Regions from separate parts of the Gossypium hirsutum genome. Here region 1 is linked to region 2. The links are chromatin contacts, called in public Hi-C maps. All regions are on one chromosome and are shown on one strand. Each heading gives the region's core, a stretch centred on a gene start, on an enhancer-like site or on the middle of the called end of the contact. The rest is flanking DNA. Distances are from core to core; before and after follow the strand shown.

The links. Hi-C and Micro-C count contacts between places; a contact is called where the count stands out from the background.
Region 1: a contact with region 2 is called in a Hi-C map of leaf, with 2.4 times the contacts expected there. The contact joins the promoter of LOC121202958 here to the promoter of LOC107942489 in region 2. A contact is called at or near these places in 13 of 34 Hi-C or Micro-C datasets (callus, fibers, hypocotyl and 3 more).

The regions. Positions count from the first base shown.
Region 1 is chrA10:114,673,598-114,678,618 of Gossypium_hirsutum_v2.1, forward strand. It overlaps LOC121202958 (actin-related protein 5), which reads right to left and starts at 3,347. Exons shown (of 12, transcript XM_041078173.1): 1 at 3,197-3,347; 2 at 2,990-3,060; 3 at 2,772-2,896; 4 at 2,500-2,544; 5 at 2,115-2,217; 6 at 1,795-1,904; 7 at 1,376-1,485; 8 at 1,201-1,291; 9 at 684-1,127; 10 at 435-562; 11 at 1-276. The coding sequence starts at 3,297. It overlaps TRNAF-GAA (transfer RNA phenylalanine (anticodon GAA)), which reads left to right and starts at 3,431; the gene lies at 3,431-3,503.
Region 2 is chrA10:114,545,529-114,550,361 of Gossypium_hirsutum_v2.1, forward strand. LOC107942489 (factor of DNA methylation 1) reads left to right here and starts at 2,799. Exons shown (of 12, transcript XM_016876161.2): 1 at 2,799-2,920; 2 at 3,840-4,036. LOC107942491 (16 kDa phloem protein 1) reads left to right here. Exons shown (of 5, transcript XM_016876162.2): 2 at 40-105; 3 at 724-862; 4 at 1,109-1,244; 5 at 1,730-2,922. The coding sequence ends at 1,780. LOC121209035 (U6 spliceosomal RNA) reads left to right here and starts at 2,830; the gene lies at 2,830-2,932.

The DNA of each region.
Region 1 (5,021 bases), core at 2,097-4,596, 130 kb after region 2:
TCATCATTATCTTTTCCCATTAGTTTGTAAAGTTGCCAATCTTCATCTTTGGCACCAAAAGTATCCTCGCCTTTCCCTCGATCAAAGGCGGCAGTAGTTAAAAGGCGCATTCTTTCCCTCTGAGCAGCATTCAATCTTTCCCCACGCCCTACGCCCCCAGAACTACTACCATTAGTATGTCCGCCATTTGTCTTTAGTCTTTTCCGCTGTTCAACCTTCTCGTACAGTTCTTTGTATTTAGTATGCATTTGTTCGAGATAAAGTTGAGGGTTCTCCCTGTTAAAAGATAAGAACAAGAAGATAATGAAGTATCAATTAGATTAAATGTAAAATAATTGAAATACATGTGTGAATTGTGATGGAGCCGCTTTCTTGCTTGGTGAAATTAAATTTGAAAAAGGAAAGAAAGAAATATCTTCGAGTTTGTGACATACAAGCGTCTTTCTTCATCTTGCTGGGTTTTCCTTTCTCGTTCTAATTCTTCTTCGACACGTTTCTGTTTAGCTCGCTGCCTGCCTTCCGTCGTGATTTTAAGAAAAATCTGCCTCTTCTTTTCCTTGAGCTGTCACATTAACATAGCAAAGAAATCATTTTCCTTTATCTAAAAGTACTTCATTTGCCAAGCAAAGCCAACTGAAAAAAGGCAACGCATATTAGATATTTGCCACTAAAAGTATCGGTACCTGCTCGGGGGTCAGCATATTATCAGGAACATTGATAAGCGGATATTTATCGCTTGTACAAGAATCTGCCTTCTCCTCGTTTTCAGCTTGTTCAGGCTTTGGTTCACCTTTTGCTTTTCGTAATGACTGTGTCACTTTTGTGAGAGTCAATTCTATTTCCTGTTTAGAAGCATAACCAGTTTCCGAAAGGAAAGACTGAATATCTTCCTCTTGAACTTGTCCAAGTTGTTGCAAAAGAAATTCCAATCCCTGCAATTGATTTTCTAGTTCGTTTATTCTAGAAGACCTCTTCGCTTCGGCCATTTCTCTTAATCTTTGTCCTTGCCTTTCCCTTATAGCAGCCTTTCGTGCTATTTCTGCTTCAGAAGGAGGTTCATCGGTAGGCAGTGGAACCCACGGGAGCTGCCAACACCTGGTTTTATATTCTGCTTCCTTGCCGCCTTTCTGTCACAGTAATTAACCTTTCAGCACTTGCAAAGAGGATAGCAGAAGAAAAAAAACACACGTAAGTCAATACCTGAAATAATTGAGCTTCTAAGGCATAATCGGGTGCAATATAGCAGTGTTCCATCTTCAGATCTTCAACCTTTTCCCATGTGAATCTAGCCCTATCATGAGCATTTAAAAAAACATTAGCAAAAGCTCTATTGAAGAATGTCATATTCCGGCAATCCAGCAGAACTTATGCTCACATGTGATGAGGATATTTAAGTGAAAGAAGTTGCTTCAAATAGTCAGTGATATGGTAACCGCCAATGTTAGTCCGACAGCATCCTTTGTAAACGGGCTCCCCATCAACAAACTACAGTCAAACAAATTACATTATAACCACAACTGTAATGCACTCGCATCCTCGTAGCCGAAATCTAATATTCATTGTGTCGGTCAGATTTTGTAAATTCCTATTCTAATGTCTATTACAAGATATACCTTCCACCAGACCAGTAAAAAGGTTTGTCGGAGGAACATAAGGAAAATTCCAAGCAGAAACTAAACTTATTGTGTCAAGTCCCATAATGCCGACTTGCTAACAAGCCCCGAAATAAATAATGATTGCCTCAACTTTGCAAATCTATGCATCAATATAAAATATTAAGTCTAGAGAACATACAGGAATGACATGAGTTGTGGTGAATCCCGGGCAGATAGCTAGACCATCTTTCTCACAAATCCCATGCAGTTGATTATACTTGTAGCTGAAAACAGCATCAACACCAAAGGCTGCAATCACAAACAGAAAAAATTCGAGCATCAGAGAAGATATACATTTGGACTGAAATATATATATATCAAAATTGTTGACAGGATTTGAATTCTAATAACATAACTAATTTCCAAGAAACTTGAACCTTACTCAAGCATGCAAGGCCATGTATCACTCAGATAAACGAATTGAGCATGATATGTAACGTTAAAATGAGTGCTTTATACCTACAGATCGAACCCCATAAGTCTCGAAAAGAAGTTCTGCCATTTTACTGCGGGAATGAACTGGGTTGCACACACATTCTGTGATCAGGATAGGATGATCAATCTGTTCTGGCCTCGAATAAACAACAAATCAAAAACGAATTAATTAAACTCGAAATGTCAAATAAAGAATTATGAATGACGAAAATGGAAGCCAATAAACGGATGCTGCGTGAAGGGAAAATGCCAAAACCAATAGCCAATAAAATTCCCAGGCATGCTCAAAGGCGCATTTAAATTCATGTAAAATCAACTATCTGAAGACAATTTATCTACTGCCAAAGCATATCCTAATTACCAACACAAGCAGGACATCCTAATAAGAGCAGTAAACTTATCAATGTACCCGTGATCCATTTGCACCCAACCGATCAAATGCAAAGTCGAGAACCTGTAAAAAAGAAAAAAAAAAAAAGTACACAAGTTAACATGCCGAGCCATGCCCAAAACTCTAAAACTTCCTTATCTACATTCAATCATAAACCAATATCATCCAATACTCTCATAAACCAAAGGCATTTCTAGTTCACATTCAAACTTAAATTTGAGTTCATAGCTTCTCATAACTCCCATACATAAAAAACACAAAACCAAAACCAAAAGTTAAATTTTACATACATATTCCATGATTTCAAACTGAAAAACAACATTGCTATCGAAAGCGGATCGGGGGCTGGAACGAGTGCAATCAAAGTATTTCAGTAAAGCGGGATCATGGTCACCAACAATTGTCACAGTTTCCCCTGCAATAAGCCCCCAAAAAGAACACCTAAATTCATATACAAATTTCCTTTTTTTTTGTTTTGTTAAAAATAATTTGAATAAAGCAAAAATACCGGTGAATTTATGGCGAGGTCTTTGAACAATGTTACGGAAAATAACCCGTGGCCCAGTCTCTCCTGCCCAACTGCAAAATAGAAAAAAAAATGGTTAAGGGAAAAAATTGATGGTATATACAATTATAAATACATACATACATACATACATACATATATCAAACGAAAAATGAAAAATTAGGGTTTTTGTAGTTAAGGTTAAATTACCCAATACGAAAATAGGAAGCCCCATTGTCGATAACAATGGGAGTCGATGGAGGAAAGCGATTGTAATCTGTTTGCCTTTGAATTTTTGATATGAATGGCATTTTTTTAGGGTTTTTCTACGGAATGGAACTATGGATTTGAGAGTCGAGGGGAAAAGGGTTTCTGATAGAGTGATGAACTGAAAAGTAGATTCTAATAGTTTTAAAGCTTTAGTATTAAGTTTGGATATCAACAGCGGGGATAGCTCAGTTGGGAGAGCGTCAGACTGAAGATCTGAAGGTCGCGTGTTCGATCCACGCTCACCGCAGTGGTTTTTACTGTTTTGGATTAATTGCTCAGGGGTCCCTCAATAGGAGTTAAAAATTTTAAATTAGTCATAAAATTATAATTATAATATTATTTAATTATACTGATTTTATGAAAATAAGTACAATTTCCCTACTTCGCTTCAGATTTTTTTATATTAAATTATTTATTAAAACATTAACTTTATAACGAAATTGAAATAGTTAATTTAATTTTGAATTTATTAAATTGTTATTTTTTATCATTTTAAATCATTAATAAAATGTACTATTTAATTTTTTTTAACCATGTCAATTTTTATAAACTTTTTTTTAATAATTTCACTATATGTTCTAATCATATCTGTTCTTTTTGACATAATACCTAGAATTACCCATAATCCCTCCCTAATTGATAAATAGGAGGATAATGCACTTGAGCGCACTTAAACCCACGATCTCCTATACTGATACTAATCGAGTTAAGATTCAATCAGCCACTTTCATATAATTCTTAATTCCAAGTTCAAAGTAAAAAGTTGCCAACTTTTTAAGTCATTGTAGGACCTATTTCAACACAATTAATCAATTCTCCATCACATATAACCACTCCATCAAAGAGAAAAGTAAAAAAAATCTCTCGTGTATGTCTTAATTTCGATATTAAGTAAATTGATCTTTTAAAAATTGAATTAATTTAATCCTTATCAATCTCGAATGCGGACAATTAAAAACAATTAATCAAGACAATTAATATTTTTTTATCAATTATACATGATTTTAATTGATATAATAACAAATTAAACCCTCGATGTTTATATATTATGTTAATTTGATCCTGATTGTAAAATAATTATTCAAAGATCGTATAAATTTTAAAAAAAATTCTAAAAAATTCAAAAAGAATATGTAAAAAAACTTTGGATTTATATATATATATTGATAGAATGTGTAAATTTTGAAAGTAAAATTTGTTATTATATCATTCAAAATTATGTAAAATTAGTGGAAAAATATTAATATTATGACTAATTGTCATTAGATGCTCACTTTCGACATTAACATGATTAAATTGCTTCGGTTTTTTTAGGGACCAATTCGTTTAACATCAAAATTGAGAGGGACTATAAATACCTTTTTACCAAAACTAGCTTCTGAGTTTCATGGTTCCTTCCACAGTACGTTTAGATAAATGAAAAAGAAATTAAAATAAAATCTTCATTCTTCCATAGCAAGCTAACACGCCCACAAGATCTCTCTTATAAAAAACCTTCACATGCAAAATCCTATTATTTCAAAATCTCTTTTTCTTTTAATGGAGATTTATGAACAAGAAGAAGGTTTTATGACGCCGAGGCGGCACTCACAAGCTACGGCTCCTCCCCCGTGTCCAGCGGCACCGAAGAAAAAACAAGCGGTTCATATAAAGAGAAAGTCTCCGAACAATGAGTTCTTTCATCCACCCGATCTCGAGGCTTTGTTTACATCGATGCGGCAGACACAAAAGGCGCCCCCTCCGCTATGTCCGCCGGCGCCTAAGA
Region 2 (4,833 bases), core at 1,549-4,048:
TGAGTTTTTTTTCCTTTTTTTTTTGTTTGTGATTGGTAGGTGATATGGATCCATATGTTATAATTCAATACAAAGGTCAAGAACGCAAAAGCAGTACGGCCAGAGGTAATTATGAAGTCTTTTTTCCTTTATTTTAAACCTCTTGACTTCTAAATTGCTTGAATTCAGGGTTAGTGTCAGACATGGATTTATGTTGAATACGAGTATGCTCAATTTTCTTTTTAAGTTTTTTAATATATGTAGAGAATAATACCTTTGTATCCCATGTCTTAATATGTGTTGGATATAGGTATTTTACATGGTTCAGGTTTGGGTTTGAATTTATTCGAGTTCTGAGTTGTTGAGGGTTCGGTTCATTTTGAGTTTGGGACATTCGATATCAATCAGATTTTCAGGTTGGGTCATCTTAGGTTCGAGTTACTCCGATGAATCGGCTTAGATTTTCAGGTTCAGATAAAAAATACTAACAGGTCTTTATCAAGCCATACCAATGAAAGTGAGAAACATTATTGGCAATAATCGGAGGAAGCATATCATACATTTTTGTTGTCCTTCTATCACCAGTTCATAACATCGTTGCATAGTTAAATGACTTGGACTCAGATGCGAATGCTATATATGAGCATGTCCTAATACATGTCGGACATAAATACTTCAAGAAAAATAAAGAGCCGGACTGATTAACTTTTACAAAAATTACCTAAAGGGTCAAATTTTGTGCAGGTGATGGATCTATTCCATCATGGAATGAAAAATTCACATTCAAGGTGGAGTATCCAGGGTCAGGTGGTGACTACAAGCTAGTTCTTAAAATCATGGACAAAGACACCTTCTCTTCTGATGACTTTGTAGGCCAAGCCACGTAAGTATACTAACATTAATCGTCACTGTTTTATAGCTAAATTACTCCGACTCGTATCCGTTGTCTGAAATTTTTTCATATACGAGTACTATAAGAAAATAAAAAGTCCGGAAAAACAAGCTTGACAGTGTCATAGCATTCTCTTTTAAGAAGTTGCAAGGTCGAATCTCAGCATATGCAGCCCTTTTCTCTATCTTGAAGCTCGAAAAAGATATTGTAAAACATTTTTTATTTTCATGTTTGCAGCATATTTGTGAAGGATTTGTTGGCAATAGGAGCAGATGAAGGAAGTGCTGAACTACATCCTACCAAACATAGTGTAGTTAATGCTGAACAACGTTATTGTGGAGAAATTGTAGTTGGTCTTACTTTCACCAAAAAGGTATTTAACTTTTTTTTCATGGAAATTGAAAATACTTTCTATCAAGGCCAGAAATTTTATTAGGGGTCGAGATTGAATTACAAATTTTAAAGGATCAAAGTATATTTTTACCATTTTATTAACCGATAGATTCACAAATTTAGAGGACTAAAAGATGAATTTTATCAAACCAAGATCTATCCCCTTGATATTACCCCTTGCTTTTTAGGAAGATTATCCTATCCTATTTCGTATTCGATTTTTTATAGAACTATCTATGGATCGAGTAATCTGTCTAGCTTGATGAATAGGAAAATTTTTATATTAGTCAATCGGTCAATCTAGTTTGAATTAAAAAATGAACCGGTTTAAATTTTTAGATGCACAAAAAAAAAAAAATTGTCTTTTCACCACCTATGGTTTTAAATATGTATGAAATATGAATATTTAATTAACTAATGGCATTTATCTATTATTGATTTTATTTTGCTGGATTTGTACTACAGGAGGAAAATGATGAAGCAGAGTATGGAGGTTGGAGGGAAAGCGATTATTAAGTGGTTAATTTTTGAAAACTATTATTTGTGTTTTTATCACTTTTATTTAAAGCTCTGGATTTTTATTTATTTATTTTTAAAGCTTATGGAATGTTTACATTGTGAATTTTGTTTTAAATAATTTTATTACAAGTTTTAATCATATTTATTTTTTTATATAATGTCTAGAATTACTTATAATTCATTCTCAACCCATAAATAGGAGGATAATGCGCTTCAGCTCACTTAAAACTGACGTTCTCCTGTATTGAAATAATGTTCATGTCAATCGAGTTAATATTCAATCAGTCATTTTATTGTGAATTTTACTTCTCTTATGCTTAGTTTTATTATATTATCGATTAAAAATTATTTGAACCATGGATATGGTATTGTTGGGAGAATTTTAAATTTCGAATATGAATCGTAAAAACAAACATTAGAATACTAAAAAAAATTATTTAAGATCTTTATAAATCTAACATTCTATTATCAAATAGGTTCATTTCAAAATAAAATTTTGATTTGATGAATAAATTCATCTCAATTTGATTTGCATTTAAATTAATTTTAAAATAATCAAACTTGAGATGATTTGAGCTGATGAAAATTTGAAAAACTTGAGAGCTAAAATTATAAAGACTCGAACTCAAAAACAATTCAAATTTAAAACGACTCAAGTATGAAATTAAGTAAACTTGAAATTATCAAAGCACAAAACTAAACTAATAAAAAACTTTATACCTTTTAATTTGATTTGATTTTTTATTTTTTCTTATTAAATTTCTACACAATTCAAAACTAAAGGGATTTAGAAGTTGGGTTAAATAATAACTCAAAATTTTTGGGTCTAATAAAAAACAATGGCTAATCAAACTTAACAGTAAACCTAAGCCGAACATAAAGTGAAGTATAACTGTAAAGCCCACGATTTTTTGGTGCTTCACTAAAGACTTAAACAGCTACTGGGCCTTAGTCAAGGTTCTAGTTGGAAAGCAACCAATATCCCACATCGCTAAAAAACTAAGAAGTTTTATTATTTATATAGGCAAAAGAAGGCCTACGTGGTTGTCCCTTCGGGGACATCCGATAAAATTGGAACGATACAGAGAAGATTAGCATGGCCCCTGCGCAAGGATGACACGCACAAATCGAGAAATGGTCCAAATTTTTTTTTCTTTTTTTTTCCTACATTTTTACAGCTCTGTTTCTTTTTTTTTTCTGGGTTTGGTGTTCATATTCATGGTTTTTGTGTACTTAAGATTGCAATTAGAGTTTTCTTTCTTTCTTTTACTGGCCTTTGTTCACTTGAGAATTTGAAATTGAAGGATCTTTTCCTTGTTTTTAAATTGATTCTCTGGTTTTGGTCTGTTTTACACTCTTGAACACTGAATATTTCAATAACATTTTTTTCGGGGCAATTTTTTAGATGTCTGTTTCCATCTCTTTCTCTATTTTCTTTACATTTGTATGCTCAGTTTGATCATTGATGTATTTTCATGGGTTTATCTTTCTGCGCTTAATATTAAAAATTTAGAGTTTTTCATTTCTGGCTTTATCTTTCTTTTTGCAATTTTTCTCGGTTTTTATGTTCCTCTTTTTGGGTTTGATTTGTTTTGAATCTCAATACCATCTTTCTTTTTTTGCAAATTTTTCTGGGTTTGACGTTCATCTTCATGGGTTTTATGCACTGACGATTCCAATTTAAAGTTGTTTTTACTGGGTTTGGTCTGTTTTACTCTCTTGAGCAGTGAATACCTCAATAATCCTTTATTTAGATTTTGTATAGCTTTTTTTTGTTTTTAAAAGTTTTTAAGTAACCAAAGGACCCTTCAATTTCTAGAGTTTAAATGGAGGGAAAAAATATATTTTTATAATTAAATATTTATATTATGCAACTTCATGTCCAAATATGTTGGCTTTGTATGGTAATTTCCCTTTTCATTGATCTCATTTCACTTGATAGATTGATTCCATGGATTCTTTGTAAAACTTTACAATTAGAACAATGTGATCTTCACAAGAATTTCTATACATGCATGGTGCTCAATGGAAGGCTTTTAATGTTGTTGATGTGCAGGGTTTGAATGATATATTGATATTGGGGGAACTCGATCGAAAAGCTTTCAAAGTCGCTTTCTCCTTGAAGTTCCCGGTCGAAGATCAGCACAAAATGTGAGCTAAATTATGTTCATTATGGAAACAGAATGTGCATGATCGGAAATCACAGCCGTTTAAGATGACCCATACTTGAGGCAACTTGCAGCTATCTATATGGTGCATACACCAACTATAGCTTTTATGTTTTTGCTTTGGTACTTTCTTTCACATAACTTTCACTTGCATGCACTCATTCACTGTTGTGTTCGAGATGATCAACTGGAAAAAACTTGCATTCACCGTTATTCGATTATGGATTGAACCATTTGAGACCGTTCCCTATTCTCAAAAAGTATAATAGGCCGGAAATATGTTGTTCTATACTATGTGCTAGATGTGTATGTCAAAATATGGGCTACAAGAATCGAGTCTGTTTATTCCTTACACTTAAATATTCTGTGATGACTTCTCGGAACAAAGACAACGAGAAGCTGAAAGAGTTGAGAAATGAATACAATGATGTCGCGACTGAGTTGGCAACTGTTTTGGTTCCTCAAAAAGACATCCAAATACTGTTCCAATAATGCTATCTCATTAGGAAGAGTCTCCATCTTAGCTTCTTCCACTTCCAATAGATAGTTCAGGCTCAAGCTCAAGGGATAGTTCATGTAATCTAGCCAATTTACACACAGCAGATAGGGTGGTTGGTTCACTAGTTTTCATTTTTCACTCTAGAAGTCAACTTTTCTTTGAAGGGCACTAATGAAACTAGAAATGAAATAGGACTCAGGTAGGTGTGGATTAAATTGGAGCATGTTGTACTAACCCTTAGCTTCGCCACTGATCAACATCCGAGGCAACTTGCAATCTCCTTTAAGAGATGAGTAGACGACTAGTTCGATCAGCATTTGCAATCCTTTTTTTCTTTCCGGGGGGCATGTTTGCGGCATACTTGTGAAGGACTTGTTTGCAAT